Linked DNA regions of Zea mays: region 1 is linked to region 2. The links are chromatin contacts, called in public Hi-C maps. All regions are on one chromosome and are shown on one strand. The core of a region is the stretch at or near the end of the contact, and the rest is flanking DNA. Distances in the headings are between cores, read along the strand shown.

Region 1 (4,699 bases), core at 784-3,283, 210 kb before region 2:
GTGCCTACCTTAAACAGGTCGTGCTCGTGCCCGCCTATAGGCCACGACCTCGGCCCAAACCCGGTTTGATATATCGGGTCGTGCCGGCCCGACACTAAAATATTTTGAGTCGTGTCGTGCCTGGGCCGTGCTTTTTTTCGTGCTTCGGGTCGGCCCATCTGACCCGGCCCAAATGTGCATCTATATACCGGGGAAACAGTGGGCCCTAGCTACTGGTAGCACGTTTTTCCGTTAAGCCTATCCAATCTAGACATAAATATGGAAAGAATGAAACACTATCGATCAGTCTCGTTTAGATTTTTATACTTGTCGAATACTCCCTCCCTTGCGTGCCGGCTACAACAGGGGCACCCCCACGCCTGCAGCGCGGCCCCTAGCCGCCCATCCCCTCCTCTCTCTCCCTTCGGCGTGGCGTGCAGGTGGCCGCCCCCTTCGCTCTCCCTCCGTCTTGTAGCCGTGGGCTCTATTCTAATTGTTAGTAGATGAAAAAACGATAGTAAATAAAAAGTAGTTATAGAAAATGATGTTTTATGGTTACAGTGTGGTATAGAAGGAGAATTTAGATTAAACTATGTCATGTTGGTTATGCTACAATACAGAGGGTTATGTGGGTTAAATATATTTAATTGTTTTTAGTGTTTCTTGAAGAAGTGTTATGTAAATAATTCAGATTCTCAATGTATGTTCAGTACAAAAATCTCTGTATGGTTTTTGTATTATTTCAATCAATGTTGATAACCTGAATCTCATAGATTACGGTAAGGGTATTGAGGAGGGTAGTGTCTACCTCAAGATAGACTCTGGAATGGAATACTTGAGAAAACCATGTTTTGTTTGGTCCTATAAAATGATAATTTCCCCAAAGCAATGTTTGTACACCAGTTGACCTTTTAATAAGAAGGTCCTTGAGATATGTAATATAACTAAAGCTCACCCGTTAAACACCTCGATAGTTGTAAGATCCATTCAAAAGGATATTATTCCATTTAGACCAGAGAGGGATGATGAGAAATAACTATGACCTGATGTTGTTTTACCTCAGCGCCATTGGAAAAATGATGTATCTTGCAAATTGCATTTACAGTGAATTCGCTAGCTAAACACAATGCGAACCCAACTACAAGACATTGGACATGTGTCCAGACTGTACTAAAATACCTCAAAGTCACTCAAGATCTTAGACATTTTTTCCCAGAGAATCCGTACCAAACTTTGGTGGATTGTATAGATGTCGGATGTCAGAAAATATTCATAATGCTAGATCTCAGATCGCCTTTGTGCTTCTCTATGGTGGTACTTTCGTATCCTAGCAATCTGACACACTAGCACCTATATCTACTAACCACTCAGAGATAGTCGTATTATACGAAGCTACACGTGAATATGCTTGGCTACGATGAATGACTAATCACATTTAAAAGTCATGTGATTTTAACACTCCAAAATACCTACATAGTTATCTACGAAGATAATGCAACGTATGTTGCACATATCACATATGAAAATTTGATATATTAAGAAAGATATGACTAAATATATTTCTCTTAAATTTTCTCGTCCTCATAAATTCCAGAATAAGGACAAGACGTCAAGTCTTGTGATAATATTTCTAATTTATTCACTAAATTCTAATCGATGCGACCACGTGCCTTGCGGACCCATGAGGATATGAGTATGACGCTTTTGGTAGTACGTACTACGTACTGACGTGGGCGGTAAATTCAGGCTGCCCGCCTCCTCGACGCGCTTCTGCTTTTCCGGGAAGCTGCCGGCTGGAGCAAGGAGACACGCCGAGATCCGCACCGGCCGCGCGGCCTCTCCACCGGCCGTACATGTGGCTCGGCCGCGGCGCGATGCCTGGCAGATTCGCCGACCGAGGCAGGCGCCACGAGACCCCATCTGGCAGTCGTCACGTACGTACGACTACGAGAAAAGTCGGCGCCCTGCCACTGCGTGTCAAAACCGCGTCGTCGCCAGCGGCTATTAATACCTCCGGCGAGACCACTCGCCGTTACAACCATCAGGACGCGGACGCGGCTCACATCAAACACCCCCTTCAGCTGTGCTCGGTGCTCACTGCCGCAAAACCACAACCACACAGGGAAGCGCCCAGCGCCCAGCACCCTTTCAAATCACCACATCCACGCTCCTCCGTTCCATGGCCATGTCGAGCAGCGCCAGCAAGAAGCAAGCCCAGGCCCAGGCCCAGAAGGCCGGGCGGAGGCCCCCGGCGGTGTCGTCGGCCGCGGCCGCGGACGCGGACGCGGAGATGCAGAGGGTGTTCTCGCGCATCGACGCGGACGGCGACGGGCGGATCTCGCCGTCGGAGCTGGCGGCGGTGTCGCGCGCCATCTCCCCGCCGGCGAGCTCCTCGCACGGGCGGCGCGAGGTGGCGGCCATGATGGACGAGCTGGACACGGACCGCGACGGCTTCGTGGACCTGGGCGAGTTCAGGGCGTTCCACGCGCGCGGCGTTGGCGGCGGCGGGGACGACGGCGACGACGCGGAGCTCCGCGCCGCCTTCGCCGTGTACGACGCCGACGGCGACGGGCGCATCACGGCGGCCGAGCTGGGCAGCGTGCTCGCCCGCATCGGCGAGGGGTGCAGCGCCGAGGAGTGCCGCCGGATGATCGCCGGCGTCGACGCCGACGGCGACGGCTGCGTCGGGTTCGAGGAGTTCAAGATCATGATGCGCGGCCCCCAGCCCCAGCCCCAGCCTCAGCCTCAGGCCGGCGCCGGAGTGACAGCCGTGCCGGACAAGGCCAAGAAGGAGTGACGGGTGTAGGTGTAGGTGTACTCATCTGGGCATCAGTCGGGGGGAAGGGATCGAGTTCCTCTGCCTCTTCTGTTGCTTTCACCTAGTCTGGACTGGAGGAATGGAAATACTCAACTTCCTGCATAAGACTACTTATTATCTACAGTATTATTATGTATATTGTGGCGTGTCCGATTTCCTGAGCCAGATCACACCCGTCTTGTTTGACTTCTCACTTCTCCAAGCCGTTCCCACAGCTCACATGTGTGCAATTTCGCTGCGATTCGATGGTTCTGGTCAGAGGATTAGCGCGGAAGCAAACACGGCAATCTAGGGACAGAAAAAAAGAGTTCTTCAGACACGAGTTTTTCTCTGAACCTTCTTCTGCTTTCCTGTGATTTCCCTGTTCCAGATTTCGGTGAGCTTTCGTTTGATCTTTGACAGCCTGTAGTGACCAGCAATATGCGTTCGCCATCCCGAGAGCAAAGTGGTCGTGGCCGTGGGTGACTGACCGCGGCACTGAAGCATCACATTCTGTGGCTTTGTGAGCAGTTGCTGCCTTGCTGGTCTTGATCTCCACGGACCACGGCAAGTCGCAGTCGGCAACGCCCTTCGGAACCATCCAGCCCCTCTTTCGGATCACGCAGAGTGCAGACGAAGATCTTCGCTTGTTCAGCCCGTCATCTAAAGCTCAGATCTTCAGAGATATAGTATCAGTTTGATCTGTCCAAGCTCACTTTCTCTTCTTGGGGTCGACCGAAGTTTCAAATCAAATGGACTCCCACGATCATAATCGAAGAGACAAAAAAAAGATACGCAGAATGTGGATATACTGGTCAAAAGCTAATTAATTGGACGGTGCTCACCACAGGGCAAGAGAGAGAGAGAGCTTGGCACAATCGCCACCGGTTCGTGTATCCCTGTGAGACCCGTGGCCGGAGTAGCGCCAACTCCGACGTGAGCACCCCAGGTGGCTGCCTCCGAGGGAAGGACAAGCGCAGGTAATAGAAATTCTGTTTGGTGGTTGTTTTTCTTCTCTATCTTGTCTGCTGATTAACAGATGATTCAGGGTTTAAGTACACCCTCCTTACAAGGCCAGACGGCCCAAACCCTTGGCCCAATAGGCCTAATCACAAACAAAACTTTAATTACACAGATTACTCCTCCGCTCAACCTTCTCCTCTTTCAGCCTTCCACTTGCTCATGTGCAGATCCCATGTTCCTGACATCTTCCCCCCTTCAAAAGTTGATTGCCCCCAATCAAGAGCATCAGTAAAACGTCTCTTCAGAACCTCATAATCTTTCCAAGTTGTTGCGTCTGCAGGTAGATTCGACCAAGCCACTCGAATCTGAACCACCGGTTTGTTACCCTTTCGAACCATTCGCCTCTCCACAATTTGAACAGGATAAACCTGTACTTGAGACAAATCCACCAATTGCGAAATATCTGAAAACACCGGAGTAAAATTAGGTGTAGACGGCTTCAGCTGTGAAACGTGGAAAACCGGATGCACCAAAGCTGTAGCCGGCAACTCCAACTTGTATGCCATTGACCCTATACGCTGAACCACCTTAAAGGATCCAAAGAACTTGAAAGCGAGCTTCGGGTGAGCTCGACTGACCACCGAATTTTGAACATAAGGCTGGAGTTTGAGTAAGACCCGATCACCAACTTGAAACACACGCTCCACCCGATGCTTATCAGCTTGCACCTTCATGCGGTTCTGAGCTGCAGCCAATTTCTCTCTGAACACAGAAGAGTAAGCCAACCGATCCTGAATCAAGCTCTCCACTGTAGAATCAAGTCCTGCAACAATCGGTGCAGCCGCAAACACTGGATCGTAGCCATACAAAGCTTTAAAAGGTGAGCACCCTAAAGCAGTGTGATATTGTTGGAACTTGTCCTTCTCAGGTTGTAGCCGTGAGCAGCAGGAGGGCGGGGCG
Region 2 (4,626 bases), core at 1,286-3,785:
TTGACAACTGTGCACAATTCATTAAAGAATGGATCATAATGATGACAGTTTTAACATCACAAGAATTTTTTGATATAATCTTTTGTGTGGGTCCAAAAATCTTCAATTTCAATTAATGCATAAGAATGCATGCAGAACATCGTTTAACAAACTGTATAAGTAGATGCATCCGCTGATAACATTAGTGCCTTACCACATAGGCATGTCATACAACACATGTTTCTTGACCAATACTAACCATCATACAAGTTGGTCCATGTAACACTACAAGCACTAAAACTAACCATGTATTCACTGACAAAATTGGAAAAGAAAAATGACATGAAGAAAAGAAAACTGTGAATCATCATGAATTCATGATCAACTATAGCAGCATTTATTAGAGAAACAACGAACCAGAAGCTCTGAATTAAGAAGTGGTAACAGTAAAGAAGGGTCCTAGCCTCCAAACTGACCTGATAGCATTTCTGAAAATCAGGTGATTGCTCATTGGAGAATATACAATGCGCTGGATTGATGCAGTCAACATTTCCATTGCAGCGTAAGGGTGCTGATGCACCAGAGTAGTTGCTACATTGGGAGATTGAAGTGCTCATGTCAGTTGCAAGGGCAGAAATGAGCTCTTGCAGCACAGGCACAGTCAATTTTCCTGAAGGTGAATCATTTGGTGTACACTCGATCCTGTCCGACATGCCAAGCTCATTGATTTTTGCTTTCAACAGCCTGCTAAATTCATCTTTCTCAGAAGTAGACATAACACAAGGTGAAGCTTCGACACATCCTTTTTCAGGAGCCGGCACTCGTGTGCGAGTTGTCTCATGTGCTAGCCTACTTGGGGATCCGCCCTTTGATAGATTGCTTCGCGGAGACGAAGCTCTGGCCACGGGCTTTGTAGATGATCTAGAAGCAACTGCAACTGCATTTCTGTCATCTCTGCTACTGATTGCTGCATCATGCCCCACCTTCCTCCCTGGTCCCCTTTTATGTGCAGATCCATTGCTTAAAATCCTACTTGTGGATGATAATCCATTTTGGCTGTTCAAATCTCTGCGTGTCATTCTCCCTTGCCCAACGATCCGTCCCGCGAGCTCTCTTATCGGACCAGAACCACCGTGTGCGACCTTCCTAGTAGCAGATACCGATTCACGAGCGCGTCCAACCAGGCGCGTCGATCCAGCCAAGCCCCCAGGCTCTGTAATCCCAGAACCAGAAACCTCCGGCCGAGTAGGTGTTGCTCGTTTGCGCAACGACCTCTCGTCTCCAGTTTGAACGGCAGCACCGCTCGATCTAACCCTGGCACAAGTGCGCACTACCTCATCTCTTACTCCACTCTCATTGTGCTTGGCATCCATATCAGAGCCCCGTTTGCTCCTGTTCCCATCCCCAAAATCCATTCTTGGCAACACTATCGTACTGGTACTGGTCGCTGCATCGGCGTTGCTGTTACCGGAAAAATGGCCGTGCCTACGCGGGACAGCAGCGGTGTCTGTCTCCGCAGGAAGACCAGGAGGCTGTACCTGTACATGTACCCGTGCGGAACGCTCCTCCAAGAGCAAGCTGTCGGAGCGAGATAGGAAGTCGTCGGCCATTCTCGAGCCTTGAAGCAAGGCGCTGGCGTGGCCATCCCTGCGGTGCTGCGGGGAAGAGCAAGCGTAGGCGAGGGCCAGCCTGGCGCTTGCCCGTGAGCCGGCGCGCGCGCCCGGGTCCAGCAGCTTCGCCGCGGCCGCGTGCACGAGCCGGGTCCGCCTCGGGCTCCGCGCCGGCAGGTCGGCCCCGTGGTGGCTCCTCGCCGCCGGCGCGGGCGCGGGCGCGGGAGGGCGACGGCTGCGGGTCTTAGGCAGCACCAGCACGACCGCCGAGTCGGCGCCGTCCGCGCGCGACGCCTCCACCTTCCTCTGCTTCTGCGGCCTCGGCGGCGCGGGCCAGGACTCCAGGCCCATGAGGCGCGCGACGAGGCCCGGGGCGGCGGCATCGGACGGGCGCGGCGGTGGCGGCGGCGGCGGCGGGGAAGCGGGAGGTGGCGGGCACGGGGGCCTGCGTGGGGAGGAGGAGGAGCGGAGGGACGAGGGGAGCAGGCGGCGCGGGGAGAAGAGCCTGCGCTTGCGGGCGAGGCGGCGGTGCCAGTCGAGGAGGTGGAAGAGCACGCCGCCGCCGCCGCCGCCGGGGAACGGCGGCGGCTTCTTCTCCACTATGGCGAGGCTGCTGCTGCTGCTCATACCGTCTCCGTCTCCGTGCCAAGTCGGCCTCCCGTCTCCGTGCCAGGCCCAGGCCGCGCAAGCTCGCTCGGGGCTCCGTCCTTTAACCGACCCGTGCTTCGATCCGGGAGCTGAAAAGTGGTGGTGTAGATGGCACGCGACGGCGGCTGGCTCCTCCTCCACCTCGGCACGCGCCGCGAGGACGAAGGTCCAGGGCAGGGAAGCAAAGCAACAGAGTCGAGCGTGGGCGTGTCGGTGGCGACCCGGTCTGTTCGCGGAGGGGTAGCAGATGACAGGTGGGGCTCTGTCGGACTTCGACTTAAGTGTGAGTGTAGCGCGGAGGAGAAGTGGAGAACGCGTCGCGAGGAAGCCCAATGTGCACGGGACGCGAAGTGGAGGACGGGGGACGGCACGGCAGCGGGCTTCACCGACGAGGTGTAGGAGTAGGAGGGACGTTGTAGACGGATGTCAGCCTTCTCCGCTGGACCGCTGCCGCTTGCTTGGCCTCCTCTGCACCGCCGGCAGTGGATGGTCAAAGCTGGCGGAGAATTTTGTGGCTTTTCAGTTTCAAAAAAATCCGGAATGGGCACAAAAGCTTCAAAAAAAAACATATAGTCCCGAAAAGCAACAAAAGTCGAAATAAAAAATTTTAAAAATCTGTGAATGACTGAATGGGCAGAAAAAGGTCAATGTCGGACCACCGACAGGGGCAGCAGACACTCGTCGGCGTCTCCGAGACTATCGCAACGTTGTAGTCATGCTAATCATGGCGGATGGGCGGATGGCGCTGTGTTTTTCATGCGTACTAGCAAAGACAGAGACAGGGACGCACATGCATACTGTAGTATCGACGACGATGCTACGGACAAGACAAGGGGAAGGGCAGGAGACTGTAGTTGTAGTCGCGTCGAGCTGAGAAGAGGTCCGCGTGCGTCTAGCCGACGGATCCCAAAGAAGGCGATGCGAAGAAAAGGAAAAAATGGAGAAGACAAGTCGGGCAGGTGACATCACACGCTAGCGCGTCGTTTTCCTCGCTCTGGCTCTGACACTCGTGTCCGCGCCTGCGCCGCTGGCAGGCCCGTGACCGTGAGGCGGACGCCGGCTGCGGCCACGGGCCAACAGTACCGGCGGTCTGTATGGCAGGAGCAGGATCCACGCTAGTTAAGCTCCTGTAGTTAACGCTTGATTAAGCTCCTGTACTTGACGCTGAGCATAATAAACTAAAACTATGGACTATAAATTTATGTTAGTTTTACATTACATAGTATCTTATATTTTATTGTAGACACTTTATGTTTATTTGATAAATCACTCCATCTAAAATAAAATGATACATAACAACAAGGTGGTGATGGATCAACTTATTTCAATCCACAAACAAAAAAAGTGAGAAGCAAAAAGATAATGGACCACCTCATTTCTCATACCAAACACCATATTAATTTCTAACTGGTATACCATCGACTGATGTCAAATAGACAACAAAAAATCATACACCGTGACCAATAAACAATATTTAATTTATATAGGCTAAACTAAAAACTTGTTTGATTTATGGCTAAATGTGTCACACTTTACCTAAGGTTAGACATCTAAATTGAATAACTAACCTTAGATAGAAAAGTTAGACAAACTCTGGTAACTTAGTGTGAACCAAACCTGCCTTAAAAACCCACAAAAGTGAAACTTTGCCATTTCCTGTTGTGTTAGATAGGCAATCAACTCTCGCAAGTTCGTTACCACTAAAATAATGTTTGGTTCACAAAATGTAATATAAATAGCAACAATAATTATTCACATTCGAGTACGAGCGACAACAAATTCTTTGAATAGGCTGATATCATTCTCTAATGTAGTATCTGATTACGGTTAAACTTAAATAAATATGGTTTAATGTTATTTGTCACCCATCACGTTACAACGTTACAATATACCCATCACGTTACAACGTTACAATATGTGAACCAAACAGCTACATCAATTGGCACCCTAATGAATTGCCAGATGGCAGGACGGTGTGCCTAATCCATATTTCCGAAGATTCCTTCACATCAAATATTTGAATGATATTTAGAACATCAAATATTTGAATGATATTTAGAAGTATTACATATAATCTAATTATAAACTAATTATACAGATAAGGACTAAACAATAAGACGAATCTACTAAACTTTAGTCCCAACAAAAAGGTAATGGTAATGTCAGTAGGCAATATTCAAGGTGAAATAAAAAACCCTGAGATAACCCTGAAGAGCAAACCGCCTAACAGATAACCTGGGATAACCCTGCAACCATGAAGAACAGAAAATTAACTAATATACAACTTCAACAAATAATATTAGTAGGCAATATTCAATATTATAAATAAAAGTTGTCAACATCTAAAGATCAAAACAGATTATAAGAAATTCTTGCTGTCACGGTACAG

Evidence for each region. Hi-C and Micro-C count contacts between places; a contact is called where the count stands out from the background.
Region 1: a contact with region 2 is called in a Hi-C map of bundle sheath, with 2.4 times the contacts expected there. The contact joins the promoter of LOC100284548 here to the promoter of LOC100277355 in region 2. A contact is called at or near these places in 3 of 25 Hi-C or Micro-C datasets (bundle sheath, endosperm and leaf).

The regions. Positions count from the first base shown.
Region 1 is chr8:13,390,805-13,395,503 of Zm-B73-REFERENCE-NAM-5.0, reverse strand. It overlaps LOC100284548 (calmodulin-related protein 2, touch-induced), which reads left to right and starts at 2,033. Exons shown (of 1, transcript NM_001157443.2): 1 at 2,033-2,899. The coding sequence starts at 2,159. The coding sequence ends at 2,776.
Region 2 is chr8:13,185,738-13,190,363 of Zm-B73-REFERENCE-NAM-5.0, reverse strand. It overlaps LOC100277355, which reads right to left and starts at 2,535. Exons shown (of 3, transcript NM_001361288.1): 1 at 456-2,535. The coding sequence starts at 2,216. LOC100284536 (surfeit locus protein 5) reads right to left here. Exons shown (of 4, transcript NM_001157431.2): 4 at 4,284-4,483.